Linked DNA regions of Oncorhynchus kisutch: region 1 is linked to region 2. The links are chromatin contacts, called in public Hi-C maps. All regions are on one chromosome and are shown on one strand. The core of a region is the stretch at or near the end of the contact, and the rest is flanking DNA. Distances in the headings are between cores, read along the strand shown. Region 1 holds the start of selplg (selectin P ligand). Region 2 holds the start of ssh1a (slingshot protein phosphatase 1a).

Evidence for each region. A called contact is a pair of places that touch in the nucleus more often than the background predicts.
Region 1: a contact with region 2 is called in a Hi-C map of liver, with 4 times the contacts expected there. The contact joins the promoter of selplg here to the promoter of ssh1a in region 2. A contact is called at or near these places in 2 of 2 Hi-C or Micro-C datasets (liver and muscle).

What each region holds. Positions count from the first base shown.
Region 1 is chrLG8:26,840,191-26,847,926 of Okis_V2, reverse strand. It overlaps selplg (selectin P ligand), which reads right to left and starts at 3,309. Exons shown (of 2, transcript XM_020488779.2): 1 at 3,005-3,309; 2 at 1,470-2,428. The coding sequence starts at 2,418. The coding sequence ends at 1,675. It overlaps coro1ca (coronin, actin binding protein, 1Ca), which reads right to left. Exons shown (of 12, transcript XM_020490109.2): 12 at 4,795-7,736. It overlaps tmem119a (transmembrane protein 119a), which reads right to left and starts at 577. Exons shown (of 2, transcript XM_031829985.1): 1 at 476-577.
Region 2 is chrLG8:26,687,004-26,694,493 of Okis_V2, reverse strand. ssh1a (slingshot protein phosphatase 1a) reads right to left here and starts at 3,956. Exons shown (of 15, transcript XM_020490111.2): 1 at 3,527-3,956. The coding sequence starts at 3,607.

The sequences.
Region 1 (7,736 bases), core at 2,060-4,559, 150 kb before region 2:
CCTCCAGGCTGTGTAAGGGCTATTTGACCAAGGCGGCGAGTGATGGAGTGCTGCATCAGATGACCTGGCCTCCACAATCACTCAATTGAGATGGTTTGGGATGAGTTGGACCGCAGTGTGAAGGAAAACTATCCAACAAGTGCTCAGCATATGTGGGAACACTTTCAAGACTGTTGGAAAAGCCTCCTACATGAAGATGGTTGAGAGAATGCCAAGGGTGTGCAAAGCTATCTTCATTGCCAAGTGTGGCTATTTTAGAAGAAACTAAAATATATTTGGATTTGTTTAACACTTTTTTGGTTACTACATGATTCCATGTGTGTTATATCATAGTTTTGATATCTTCACTATTATTCAACAATGTAGAAAATAGTTAAAATAAAGAAAAACCCTTGAATGAGTAAGTGTCCAAACTTTTGACTAGTACTGTGTCCTAACCGGGAATTAAACCGAAAAATAAAAGGTCTGTACTTACAGATGCTGTCTGGCTGAAGTGTCTCCTCTGGACTGAATGGTAGAGGGATTCTAACAGCAGAGAGAGGGAGAGAGAGAGCAGAAGAAAATTGAGGGGGGGGGGGGAAGAGGGAGCGTCCAAGTTGCCACCCTCTCCTGTAACTTCCAGTATACTGAAAGTTGTTTCTCCAGTTCTAAAAAAGCCTGCTGATTGCAGAAAGACGTCCATCCCTCCCATTTCCATCCCCTCCCCGTACCGCTTTACATAACTCCCCCCAAAATCCTCCTCTCCCAGAAGTGGGATCATGGTGGATGCTTTGGCCAGTCTAGAAAGGAGGGACAGTTAGGGGCTGCCGTACTGCATGTATCTTCCTTGTTTGCTCCTAAACCTTAAATATGATGGAGATATTTATGAGGGGAACATCTTTGTCCACTACATATTGATATTTACCTATTTGTTCACAATCACCGAGTTATTGGTTCATGCTGCAATTCTGAAAGTTGAGCGATTAGGTCAAACACAAAATTCAGCCGAAATGTGGTCAATGTTAGTGCAGGATTAAAGTACTGGAGTAGCACAACATTTGCAGTACTTTCTTCAATATCAAATACAAAGTACTCACTTCCCCCTTGCCATTACACACAGTTGAATCAGTATTCTCTAAAATGGACAAGACCACTTTTTGTACGTTGACAGTGGGATTTTATGTTCTCCACAGGGCGAGTCCCTATTTTCCCCCTGCTTCTCACAGAGATCTCTAATTATGTGCTCCAGATTACAGCCCATCTCCACACAGCCTACAAGACCAGCTCACAGAGAGGGCCCGTCTTTCATCATATCACACATGTACAAACCTAACAGAAAATGTACAGTCAGCTACAAACATGTGCCTCAGAACTTACATCCCTGCTGGCGCTGCAGGGCTTCAGTTTTGCCCATGGCTGTTTGGAGCACCTCTTGCCTCAGCATTGTTGTAATAAGATTCGATAGAGGTTGAAGAATTCAGTACGACAGAAACATTTAAAAAATGTTTTTATTCAGTATGTACAGGGAAGGTCAGGTATACACATGCTTCACAATAGTGATAGATGTGTATTTCTCATTAGAATAACAGTGAGATAAGCAAGGCACTTCTTTTTCTGTATAAGTACAAAACATTTGCTATGTAGCTGACAAAGCGAAAGTGTGTTATTGTGAATTGCGAGTTTGACTGTGAAGTGTTACAAGCATCCGTCAACATCTGGGATGAAGCTGTTGAGAGTGAGATTGTCCCCCTCGCTGTCCTCTGTGCTGGGCATTAGGGTGATGTTGCTTGTGGGGCATCTGTATCTCCCCTGGCCTCCATAAGTGGTTCTGGTGGGGACCACTGCTGAGATGCACACCATCTCTGTGCCCTGTCCCTGCAGCTGCTGGGCCCTGTGTCTGTATCTGCTGCCCCTCAGCTTGGTCAAGAGGATGACGGTGCTGACAATGAACATTATTATCACAGCAGCCAGCACAGCGATGATGATCAGGCACTGACCTACCAGCCCTCTCCCCTTAGGGGTCATGGTCGGGCATGTCACTCTGTTCGAGACACTGACGCTTCCTGGAATGGAGGATTTTGCTGTCCCTTCTGTGAAGGAGTTGATGGCACTGGTAGGGTTGGGTGGATGCAGGGCGGATGGGACAGGTGTTTGTTTAACTCTCACAGTGGTGTGGGAGAGCTCAGGCTCATGGTCTGTCTCTGAGGTTTCAGTTCTCATTGTTTGCTGGGTAACGGAGACTTCTGTTGCGTTTTTGGTCAGGTCTTTGGTGAGGGCTACAGGGGGCGTTGTTTGAGGTGGTAGCTCATACAGGTTCGACTCCTGGGGTCCATGGGTTGCTACCTCCCCGTGGCTAAGTAGACATCTTGAGACCGCCTTGCTTGACAGAACCAGAAGGAACACAAGAGCTGGAAATCTCCCAGGCTTTGGGGTAAACATGGTGGCAAATCTGCGAAGGGAAATGATATCAGCAAAAATGTAAAGACTATGTTCAAGGAAACAAATGGTACAACTCAGACATTCATCACAAAACTATGAGGCATAGCTATGCCCAATTCAAGCCTTCCTGTTTTACACTACCTTAGCATGCGCTAAGGAAGAACCAATGTGATAAGTGCTATGAGACAAAGTGTGAAAAGTAACTTGACCTTCTGTAATCTAGTGTGATACATTACAGAACACTGCACCGAAATGCCAGCACTGTCATGCACAAATACCCAATACTTGTAATAATACGGTATACATTTGCTTAATATTTAAGATGGTGTTGCTCATCAACATCACTTTGAGCCTGTGTAAATGGCTCAAATTCCTTTACAAAAAATGTGACAGTGACTGACAGATAATGATCTGCAATACATCTAAATCCACCCCATCAGTGATGTTGCAACGCTTCCTCAGCATTTCAGAAAAAAAACAAATCAATCTAATTACAGGTTCTTTTAGAAAGTGGAGACTTTGCAGAAACTGTATACTAGCTCATGCAGCCCAACACGACTGATCACCCCACTGCTATGACACTTACCCAAATGCTGGAGGAGAAGTCTTGTTTTGTGGTATATTGGCCCCTCAACCAGCAGATTGTTCACCGTCAAACAAGAAGCGAGACATTGGCTGATCTGTGAGGAATACAGGAAGCATGCTGCCTTTCACAGAAGTGAAGCTGCTTAAAAAAATACAACACTGACAAGTGTTACACTTACAAATGAGGAATGGGGTATGGTGGCATACATGGGTTTCAGATACAAGGAAAGCTAGAATCTCTTGATAAAGAATAGCAAGTATGTGAGAAGTATATGAGCGTACACTTAACTTGACATGCAGTGCATTAGTAAAGTATTCAGACACCTTCCCATTTATTACGTTACAACCTTATTCTAAAATGAATTTATTGTAAAAGTCTAAATTGTTTCTAAACACAATACCCCATAATGGACAAAGCGAAAACAGGTTTAGAAATGTGTGCAAATGTAAAGAAAAAAGGTACAAATGAAATACCTTACATAAGTATTCAGACCCTTTGCGATGACAAAATTAAAGGTCAGGTGCATTCTATTTCCATTGATCATCCTTGAGTTGTTTCAACAACTTGAATGGAGTACACTTGTGGTAAAGTCAATTGATTGGACCCGATTTGGAAAGGCACACACACCTGTCTGTATAATTTCCCACAGTTGACAGTATATGTCAGAGCAAAAACCAAACCATGAGGTAGAAATAATTCCTCGTAAAGCTCCGAGACAGGATTGTGTCGAGGCACAGATCTGGGGAAAGTGTACCAAAAATGTCTGCAGCATTGAAGGTCCAAGAACACAGTGGCCTCCATAATTCTTAAATGGGAGATGTTTGGAACCACCAAGACTCTTCCTAGAGCTTGCCACCCGGCCAACTGATCTGGCCGCCCTGCCACTCCTCAGTAAAAGGCAAGACCGCCCGCTTGGAGTTTGCCGAAAGGCACCTAAAGGACTCTGACCATGAGAAAGATGATTCTCTGGTCTGATGAAACCAAGATTGAACTCTGGGGCCTGAATGCCAAGCATCACATCTGGAGGAAACCTGCACCATCCCTAAGGTGAAGCATGGTGGTGGCAGCATCATGCTATGGGGATGTTTTTCAGCAGCAGGGACTGGGAGACTAGTCAGGATCGAGGGAAAGATGAACGGAGCAAAGTAGAGAGATCCTTGATGAAAACCTGCTCTAGAGCGCTCAGGACCTCAGACTGGGGCGAAGGTTCACCTTCCAAAACATGACAACAACCCTAAGCACACAGCCAAGACAACACAGATGTGGCTTCAGGACAAGTCTCAATGTCCTTGAGTAGCTCAGCCAGAGCCCAGACTTAAACCCGATCGAACATCTGGAGAGATTTGAAAATAGCTGTGCAGCATTGCCCATCCAACCACAGAACTTGAGGATTTGCAGAGAATGAGAGAAACTCCAAATACAGGTTTACTAAGCTTGGCCTCATATCAAAGACTCGAGGCTGTAATCGCCGCCATAGGTGCTTCAAAGTAAAAGGTTTGAATACTTATGTAAATATGATAGTTTAGCAAATGTATTTAAAAAATAATAATTCTACAAACCTGTTTGGTGCTTTTTCATAGGGTATTGTGTGTAGATTGAGGGGTTAAAACGACTCAATCCACTTTAGATTAAGGCTGTAACGTAACCAAATGTGGAAAAACTTGAGGGATGTGAATACTTTCCAAATGAACTGCATCTCAGATATTGCTTGTTTGAAGATGGTCAGCTCATGTTTGCTCAGTCCTCTGCATCACTCATTAACTTGACAACAGAATACACATATTTTTCTTTTTCTTTATTCATTTTTCTGATAATCGATAAGTCTGATACTTGAAGCAGAAAAAAAATGAACAAAAATGCTCGACAGACCTCCACAAGAGGCTGAATCCTTGTTTGTTTTTCTTCTGTTATTAATTTCTCTTTTTGTATTTATAATACCTGTGATAGAATGGAGATTCTGTTCAGTCATGACGCATTAGGACAAGGAATGCAGACAAGAGGTAACGTTCAAAACCCACCAGAACCCAACTCCCAAACACACTGCAGCCCAAAACAATGAAAACAAATATTTACAAAGCTTTAAATCATTTTCTAGGCCTTTATTTCAAACATCACATACATCTCTCTACAGCATATTTCTCCAACCTACAGTGTCCCTTTGAATAGCTATTCACCAATATTCCAAACATCACAGGTCTCGCTGCCTTGAGTAGACCAAGGAGGCTGAGGAGAAGGACTTACAGGGCAGTACAGGACAAAGTCCAAGACATCCTCCCCTGACAGATTCATATCTCTACAGCACAGTAGAACACATTGAAGTAATTCTCAACCCCAATAAAATATTACAGAATACCAGACGATGCATATTTAGAGTAAAATTGCATCCTCGGATGTAATCTTAGATTCTGTGAGGCCAGGATGGAGTGATTGATATAAGCATACATTTCTCAGTGCTTTCTATGCCAAAACCCACTGTCAAAGTTCCTCTCAGGGTGCCTATCCACTCTCTCCTGCTAAATAACTCACCATTCTCAAACCGTAGTCATCATTAAGCACTTCCTGTGCACAACTCTGGCATTTCTGATCTTCAGTGGCAACAAACTTTAAAGGCTAACAAACTCAACCGTAAACCTAACCTACCCTCCCGCTGAAAAAAAAAGGCATAACAAAAATAGCATGACAACAGAACTATTATTGCAGTTGGCAACACCATCAAATATTCGGACAATCCAAACGACTCCTTGTTCCTCTGATTCTCTAGTGATGTGACCATGTATTTAAGGGGAAACTATTTCAAATCCTGATAAGGAAGTACATAGTGGGATATCTGCAACGGGAGAGCCGGAGAAGGAAGCACAGGATAAAACGCACAGTATATTAACATCACCATACCACCCAATTCTGTTATCATAGGCCAAAACCTTGGTCACACCCTATGGTGAATCCATATAATCATCTAAAAATCCCCTCGCATTATCTGGAGAAAAAAAACTCCAACCAGGACAAAGACATACGAGACAAATTCACACATCCTGAAAGCCTTCCTTCTCCATGTTACTTCTTGTCAACCAACAGTCAAAATGGTTTCAGACACACCCCTGTTACTCACCCTCTGGTTGGCTGTATGGATATGGGCCAATGAAGTGGTGAATAGTGAGCATCCTGACACACACACACCCTGAACACAAGGGCACGGTTCAACATTGGGGTTTATGACAGCACAAACACCTCAAATCAAAGGCGGAACAAGGCTGATACACTGCTAAAAGTGTGGAAATGTTTACCAGCTACATAGAACACAATTCCATTGGTCCTTCTCTGGGCAGCACACAGGACAATGCCACAAGAACCCGTACAAGCCACCCAGGTGGCTCCATGTCATGAGTCAGCAGAACTGTAACTTACAGTGCAGAGCTTATTACAGTACACACATACCATCTGTGTCACAGGGCCAGAGGGGGACAATGACAAACAAACAAGGAACATAGTAGCAAACTATGGCACATTTGTTTCATAAGACTGGAACGCCAACAATGCTGATGGTAGCCAAGGTCACCTAAATGACAGGAACGCTAACAATGCTGATGGCAGAGGTCAACTAAATGATTGAAAATGATTTTTTGATTGGGCATGTGCATTGTAAACAACTCCAAAAAAGAAAAACAGTTCAAGTGAACATCTAAGGCTACGAGAAGTACAAGGTGCAGGGTGACATCTCACCTGTTGTTTTCATCTACAAAGCTAAGGGGAGTCCACTCATACCCTTTCTGTTCCACAAAATTGATGGAGATGATCAAAACATTGTTCAAGTTGCAAACATAAGTTATACCAGGTATCAAATGATATGTAAGGACTGCATGTTTGCGGCTTGCTTAGTAAAACAAGCTAGAGTAAGAGAGATCAAAGATGGAGAATAAACAGTGGAAATTAAAATCTCTTGAGTAGAATATATATGAATGTATTAACTCTGGTCAGAATCAGGAGATGTTAACAAGTGTACAGACAATGGTCCTGTTAAGATGGGAGGAGAGGGAAGAATTTAGAGGTTCAGAAAAGTCAGGCGGGAGAGCGAGAACACTTACAGCAAGAATCACACCACCACCTCAGAGCTTTTCAGCAAAGACAACAGAAGTACTATGATAAATCAGGCTTGAGTGTTTGATATTTCCCCATAATGAGTTGGTTCTCCTCCATTGTCTTTTACAGTAATTGTTTGATTATTGAAATCTGCCATCCCCCTCCTCGCATTTCCAGCCTATTGCATTGTCCCTTATAGTTTGTATTTTGAGTCTTCCTGGAAAACAAAGAAAAACATTTTTTTAAAGAAAAATACTGTCAAGGAGGTGTAAACATAACTCCTTTAAAATTTGGCAACATAAGTAGTTGGGGTAGACAATATACTGATACCTACATATAAAACATTTGGGTTTACCCAAATAGAAATGGTTCACATTGGAATTTTCTTGGTCACAATCTTAAAAGCAAAAGGAATATGCTAGACTTTTTCATACAACATACAAGATTAAACCGCCACTTATTAAAAGGAATGGAATAGTTTGCCATATTTCTCTCTTATTCCATCATGTTAACTGAGGGTTAGGGGCTGGCTAAGAAAAGTTCATATCGGAATGTTGCTTGGGATCATTGCTAGGCAGGTTTCAGGCAGAACGCTGTCATTGAGATTGGCAGTGACGGGTCCCGCCCACCTCCTAGCCAATGGATCGTCCTGAAT
Region 2 (7,490 bases), core at 2,707-5,206:
GCTGGCTCTAATTAAGATCCTACATCTGTACATGGTGACAGGTAACTGAGGTGGGCCATTCTCCAGAAGTTTCACCTACTAAAACCTGAGGGATGTCAAACAAAGCACGACTAGCAATCTCCCTGCCAAGGTAAGGTAGGCTGTGCCAGAGTACAGCAACAATGAGAGCAAATACTTGTGACAAGTTGTATCCAATACTGCATTTCAGCTCCAAAAACACACTCCGCTTTCCATTTCTGAACTAACTAAATAGGGCGAGCATTACACTTGTGATGAGCAGAAAACAGCAAAGAAAACTCATTGTCTTTCATAAAAATGTGAAGTTTCACAAACACACAAAACGGTGAGTAAAGTAAAGGTTTATGTCCCCATCTAAACAAACAGTGCCAGTAAGGTAATATGGTTGGCCTCTACCCAGGGGAAGGGCACCGAGGGGCCAGGTGAAACACACCAGGGAGGGTAATCCAATAGTTCACCTGAACAGCCCTGCAACCGCTACAAGTGAAATTACAGCCATAATTCTGCCACAGCAAGACATAAAAGCAACAAGTTAGAGCCATGAATAGAAAGAGGATTTCACTTCGTAGGGAAGAGTCTAAAACCGAGGAATGAAACTCTCCGCGTGGGTAAAGAAGCAGAGCATTTAGGTTGTGATTGTACTTTTGTTTCCATGACTAATCAAAACTCGTTTCCTCATGGCCCTCTGCAGCAGACATATGGTGAGCAATATGTTGAAGCACATTTGTTCATTAAAATAACATCAAATTGATTAGAAATACAGTGCAGATATTGTAAATGTTGTAAATTACTATTGTAGCTGAAAACAGCTGATTTCTTTATGGAATATCTACATAGGCCCATTATCAGCAACCATCACTCCTGTGTTTCAATGGCACGTTGTGTTAGCTAATCGAAGTTTAGCATTTTAAATTGGCTAATTGATCATTATTACACCCTTTTTCAATTGTGTAAGCACAGCTTAAAACTGTTGTTCTGATTTAAAGAAGCAATAAATCTGGCCTGCTTTAGACTAGTTGAGTATCTGGAGCATCAGCATTTGCGGGTTCGATTACAGGCTCAAAAGGGCCAGAAACAAAGGCCTTTCTTCTGAAACTTGTCAGTCTATTCTTGTTCTGAGAAATGAAGGCTATTCCATGCAAGAAATTGCCAAGAAACTGAAGATCTCGTACAACGCTGTGTACTACTCCCTTCACAGAACAGCGCAAACTGGTAGTAACCAGAATAGAAAGAGTGGGAGGCCCAGTTGCACAACTGAGCAAGAGGACAAGTACATTTGTGTCTCGTTTAAGAAACAGACGCCTCGCAAGTCCTCAACTGGCAGCTTCATTAAATAGTACTCACAAGACACCAGTCTCAACCTCAACAGTGAAGAGGGGACTCCAGGAGGCTGGCCTTCTAGTCAGAGTTCCTCTGTCCAGTGTCTGTTCTTTTGCACATCTTAATCTTTTATTTTTATTGGCCAGTCTGAGATATGTTTTTTTCTTTGCAACTCTACCTAGAAGGCCAGCATCCCGGAGTCGCCTCTTCACGTTGAGACTGGTGTTTTTAGGGTACTATTTAAAGGACAAAAAAAGAAGTGGTTCTCTTTCAAAAACAAGGACATTTCTAAGTGACCCCAAACTTTTGAACGGTAGTGTATATAGAATCGCAATACATATTGCGATCGTGATAATATTGCATCATGTGGTCCCTGGCAATTTCCAGCGCTACATGTAGGGCTAATAGCTATATTTCACTTTTGCTATTCATGGCAAATTCATGTAGCCTACCTTCCACCGTCACAACAGCTACCATGTTGTTACCCCACCACCGTCCTCCCCTCAATGCTTTCCCTCCACTTCTCATTCCCTCCACCGTTCATGTGAGAATGACATCATAGCTGCAGCAGCCTCCTGAGGGGCTTGGCTGCTCCTCATCAGACAGGGCCCTGGGCAGAGCCCTGGGAGCAACGAGGCAGCCAGTCAGTCAATTCCAGCCTGCATGGAAAGTGAGTGACAGGGAAGGCCAGTCCTCTGTCATGCCAGCTCAACTATCGCCATCCTCATGACAAACGTGTTTCTTTTGACACATCTCTTTTTCAAATTGCAGGTGTAATGAGTCAGGCCCAATGACTCACTATTTTAAGGCAAAGAAGAAGTCTAATGAAAGAAAATAAAGATCAGCTAATGCTATGGTCCCAGTTCTTGATATAACGATGATTTTGTATCAAAGATGAGAACATCCACCCTCTACTCCTCAGTAAGGGCTAGTGCCTAGTGGAGACATACAACCTTCCTTCCTTCCTCCTGGAGGCTAGTGTCTTTGTTGAGTTTTACATGACTACAGTTTATATTAACAGTTAGCACCCCCAACTGGTCGAGGTGTACTATCAATTCAAAAACAGTACTTTGACTAACTATCATTTCTATATGAGTTACATCACATTCCATTGGGGTGATTTGTGTAGGCTTAACTGTTATATTTTGAAATATCAAAAAATGGTCATGTTATTGTTTAGAATTACCTTGCATTTTGAGATGGGATTAAAGCATTGGCTAAAGTTAATACGGACTCATGGTTCAGCTAACAAATAAAACACTTCAACACAAGGAGCAGTAACATGAGTCGCTTTGTCATCTTTGAAGTGTTCAAGATGGCTGTGTCTGTATTGTCAGATTACAAAGCCTCTACCACATGACATGGCTGTATGAAGTTATGCCACATTTCACCTCATTGACAGTTCCTTTAGAAGACATTATATAAATCAGTATATAGAACATTACATACTGTCCATAATAACACTGGTTTTGGCAAAAGTAGCTAACATTTAGCTAGCCAACATTTTGGTCTACCAGATTTTATGCCACCACTGCAGTACCGTTACACACACACACACACAAAATGTGTTAGCTGGCTAGCAAGCTAGTTTACTACATTCACCAGCAGGATAGAGAAGAAAACAGCACAGACCTTGTTTAAAAGCACTTCCATTTAACGAGCGAACTAGCTAGTTGTGGGTTTTAAAGCTCAAGCTTGTAACAACGTTGTGTGCAATACAATTATGTTTGATACATACTCAGTGATAAAATAACAAGGTACCTATGCATGATAAGAATGCAAACTAGGTACCTAATGCTATAGTAATTTGGAAATGGCAAGTGGTAGCTAGCTAATGTTGGTCATTAATATGTTAACGTTAAATCAATTGCTAATTAGTTAAAGAAAATAAGTACACGCTAGCTAACTAGGTAACCTGCGTGTATTGTGGGTTAGTTGGGTAGCTACCTAATAACTTTACTGGCTAGCAATAGCATTGCTACTGAGATGCAACTTTGCTTGCTCGCTTTTCCAAACAGCTAGCTACCTTGCTAGTGATGGAGTTGAGCCTAGTACTAAACTAGCTTATCCCGTCGCTACAAAACACTAGCTACAAGGCCTACCTATGTTACTCCCACGTATCCTCGGTGTTTTCTTACGCGCTTTCTTGACGTTTCTAGAACGTCTCTCCAGCTATTTCCAAACTTACCTCCCCCACGTTGGTGGTGGTAGTGCTGGCTGTGGATGCAGCGCTTGGGGTAGGGGAGCGCTGCAAAGTAACCAGAGCCATGACTGGGAGAATCTGCACAGGCCGGTGTAGCCTGTCCAGAGAATGGTTTTATTTCGGGTAAAGAACCTGAGGAAGTTGCTTCTTGATGTCAACGTCTATTGCGGTCGAAGCAGAGAATTTCATCGTCGTTATTAAATTTCCATCGTCCTAAAATCTGGCAGCCAGTGCCTCAGTTGTTGCTTTTGAATGTTCTCTAATAAAAATACATTCATGTAATATTAAGAACGTGCAGTGCAGACACACGTCGTTCCTCATGCTGCGGCTTTCACACTAGCTAGCCTCTGTAGCCTGTACAAAACAGTTTCAATCAGGCAGGAGGATGTAGGGATGCGAGCGTATACCATAATGCCAGCTCAGACAGCTAGAGCTGCGGTCTGTGTGTTGATGCTGAATTCAAACATTCAGTGGTCTGGTCCAATGGATGTTATCAAAATCTGTCTTACAGTTTAAACAGTGTATTTCACTTCGCCTGTCTGTTAAAAAAACAACGTAATTTCTCAAAAGTGACATGCTTTCCCATGTGTTTTACTGGGAGAATGCGTGTAAATTCGAAAGGAATTTTTGCCACGAATCCTCATCCAAAAATGTTGATTCGTGAGCGGATTCCATTATGCTCTACTCTGGGGCAGTGGGCTAAAGTCCGTCACGTCGCTGGTAATGGGGACATACATAAATGCCAATAAAATAGCATTTTGGTCAGTGTGTGTGTTAACTATTTAACTGTACGAGAAAGCTTAAAAGGCCTCAAATTGTAAATATCGGTATAGGTTTTTTTTGTATCGGCCAAACATTTAATATCAGTGCATCCCTAGTTTCAGATGTTCTAGGAAGATGGGCAGGGACTTTGCCCTCCTAGCTTCAGGGGGAAGCAGGTTCCAACATTGGGGTGCCAGGACAGAGAAGAGCTTGGACAGGGCTGAGAGGGAGCTGGGTGGGCCAAGAGACCCGAGGTGGCAGAATGGAGTACTCGGGTTGTGGTGCAGGGTTAAAGCATAGCCTGAAGTTAGGGAGGGGCAATTACTCTTGCTGTTCTATAGCTAAGCACCATGGTCTTGTAGTAGATGTGAGCTTTCAACTGGAAGCCAGTGGAGTATGCGGAGGAGCAGGGTGAAATGAGATTACTTGGGAAGGTTGAAAAGCAGGTGGGCTGCTGTGTTCTTGGTAAATCACACACATGGGGAGCCCAGCCAACAGCGAGTTGCAGTGGTCCAGACAGGAGAGGACAAGTGCCTGGATTAGGACCTGCGCCATTTCCTGTGTGAGGTAGGGTCGTACTCTATGGATGTTGTAGAGCATGAACCTGCAGGAGCGGGTCACTGCTTTGATGTTGGCAGAGAACGACAGGATGTTGTCCAGGGTCACGCCAAGGTTCCTTACACTCTGGGAGGGCGACACTGTGGAGATGTCAACCGTGATGGAGAGGTTTTTGAGCAGGCAAGCCTTCCCCGGGAGGAAGATCAGTTCCGTCTTCTCGAGGTTGAGCTTGAGGTGTTGGGCCGACATCCAAGTTGAGATATGTTTTTATTTAACCTTTGTTTAACTGGACAAGTCAGTTAAGAACAAATTCTTATTTACAGTGGGTTAACTGCCTTGTTCAAGGGCAGAACAACAGATTTATACCTTGTCAGCTCGGGGATTCAATCTAGCACCTTCTGGTTACTGGCCCAACGCTCTAACCACTTGGCTACCTGCCACCCCATCTGCCAGGTACGCAGAGATGCGTGTCACGACCTGGGTGTCAGAAAGGGGAAAGGAGAAAAGTAATTGAGTGTCATACGCATAGCAATGATAGGAGAGACCATGTGAGGATATCACAGAGCCAAGAGTGTGCATAGCCTGAGACACCCATCCCTGAGAGGGTGGACAGGAGGAGCTGAGGGTTCACAGTGTCGACGGCAGCAGATAGATCTAGGAGGATGAGAACAGAGGAGAGAGTCAGCTTTGGCAATGCGGAGAGCCTTCGTGACACAGAGAAGAGCAGTCTCAGTTGAGTGACCCATCTTGAAGCTTGACTGGTTAGGGTCAAGAAGATCGTTCTGAGAGCGATAACGAGAAACTGTATCAGAGACAGCACACTTAAGTGTTTTGGAAAGAAAATAAAGGGATACAGGTCTATAGTTTTTGGCATCAGACGAGTCGAGTGTTGATTTCTTGAGGGGAGCAACTCGGGCCATTTTGAAGTCAGAGGGGATGCAGCCAGTGGTCAGGAATGAGATGAGGGAAGTAAGGAATGGGAGAAGGTCTCCAGAGATGGTCTGAGAAGGGAGGAGTGGATGGGGTCGAGTGAGCAGGTTGTTGGGCGGCCAGACCTCACTAGTCGCAGGATGTTGTCTGGAGAGAGAGGGGAGAAAGAGGTCAAGGTGTAGGACAGTTCTGTGTGAGTGAGACCAGTGGACTCCATAGGCTGAGTGAATGAGTGGTGGATGTCAACCTTTTTTTCAAAGTGGTTGACAAAGTCGTCCGCGGAGGGAGGGGAGCGGTGGAGGGTGAAGGAGGGAGGAGAGAGTCGAAAAGAGTTTCCTATGGTTAGAGGCAGAAGCTTGACATTTAGAGTGGTAGAAAGCTGCTTTAGCAGCGGATACAGAGGAAGAAAAGGTAGAGAGGAGGGAGTGAAAGGATGATAGGTCCTCCAGAAGTTTAGCTTTCCTCCATTTACACTCAGCTGCCCGGGTCCCTGTTCTGTAAGCTCGCAACGAATCACTCTGCCATAGAGCAGAAGAGGAGGGCCGAGCCGGCCGGGAGGAAAGGGGACAGTGTGAGTCATAGGATGTGGAAAGGGAGGAGAGTAGGTTTGAAGAGGCAGAATCAGGAGGATTTAGCAGAAGGGAGAGATAATAGGATAGAAGAGAAAAGAGTCGTGAGAGAGAGAGCAAACATTACGAAGGCGCATGACCATGTGGGTAGGGGCTGAGTGGTTATGGTTGGAGGAAAGGGAGACAGAAAAATAAACAAAGTAGTGATCAGAGAGACCTGGGGGGGGGGGGGGGGGGGGGGGGGGGTTGCAGTGTGATTAGTAGGCGAGCAGCCTCAAGTAAAGATGAGGTCAAGCGTAGTGCCTGCCTTGTGAGTTGGAGGGGATTGGGTAAGGGTGATTTAAAAAGAGGCATGGAATTTAAAGAGTTGGAAAGAAATGAATCAAAGGCAGACGTTTGGAGGTTGAAGTCGCCAAGTAATAAGAGCGGTGAACCATCGTTAGGAAATTAGCTTATCAAAGTGTCAAGCTCATTAAGGAACTCTCTGAGGGAACCTGGTGAGCAATAGATGACAATAATGTTAAGTTTGAGTGGACAAGTGACAGCATGGAATTCAAATGAGGAGACGGACAGGTGAGAGGGGGAGAAAAGAGACTCTCCATTTAGGAGAAATAAGTAGACCTGTGCCACTGCAACCACCAGATGCTCTCGGACTATGAGAGAAAACATAGTTAGATGAAGAAAGAGCAGCTGGGGTAGCAGTGTTCTTTGGGGTGATCCATGTCTGCTTTTGAATGTTCTCCAATAAAAATGTATTTATGTAATATTAATGTGCAGTGCAGACACATATTGTTCGTCAAGGGACTGAAGGGCAGCATAGGCTGAGATGAACTCGACATTCTCAAACGCAGATGGGCAGTTCCAAACACTGCCAGACCCGGAATTCCACAAAATAATTGAATTATATCAAATTTTATTGGTCACATACACATATTTAGCTAATGTTATTGCGAAATGCTTGTGTTCCTAGCTCCAACAGTGCAGTAGTAACTAACAGTGCAGTAGTATCTAAAAAACAATTCACAACAATACACACAAATCTAAAATTAGAAGAATGGAACTAAGAAATATATAAATGTTAGATCGACTAATGTCAGAGAGGCATTGACTAAAATACAGTAGAATCGAAT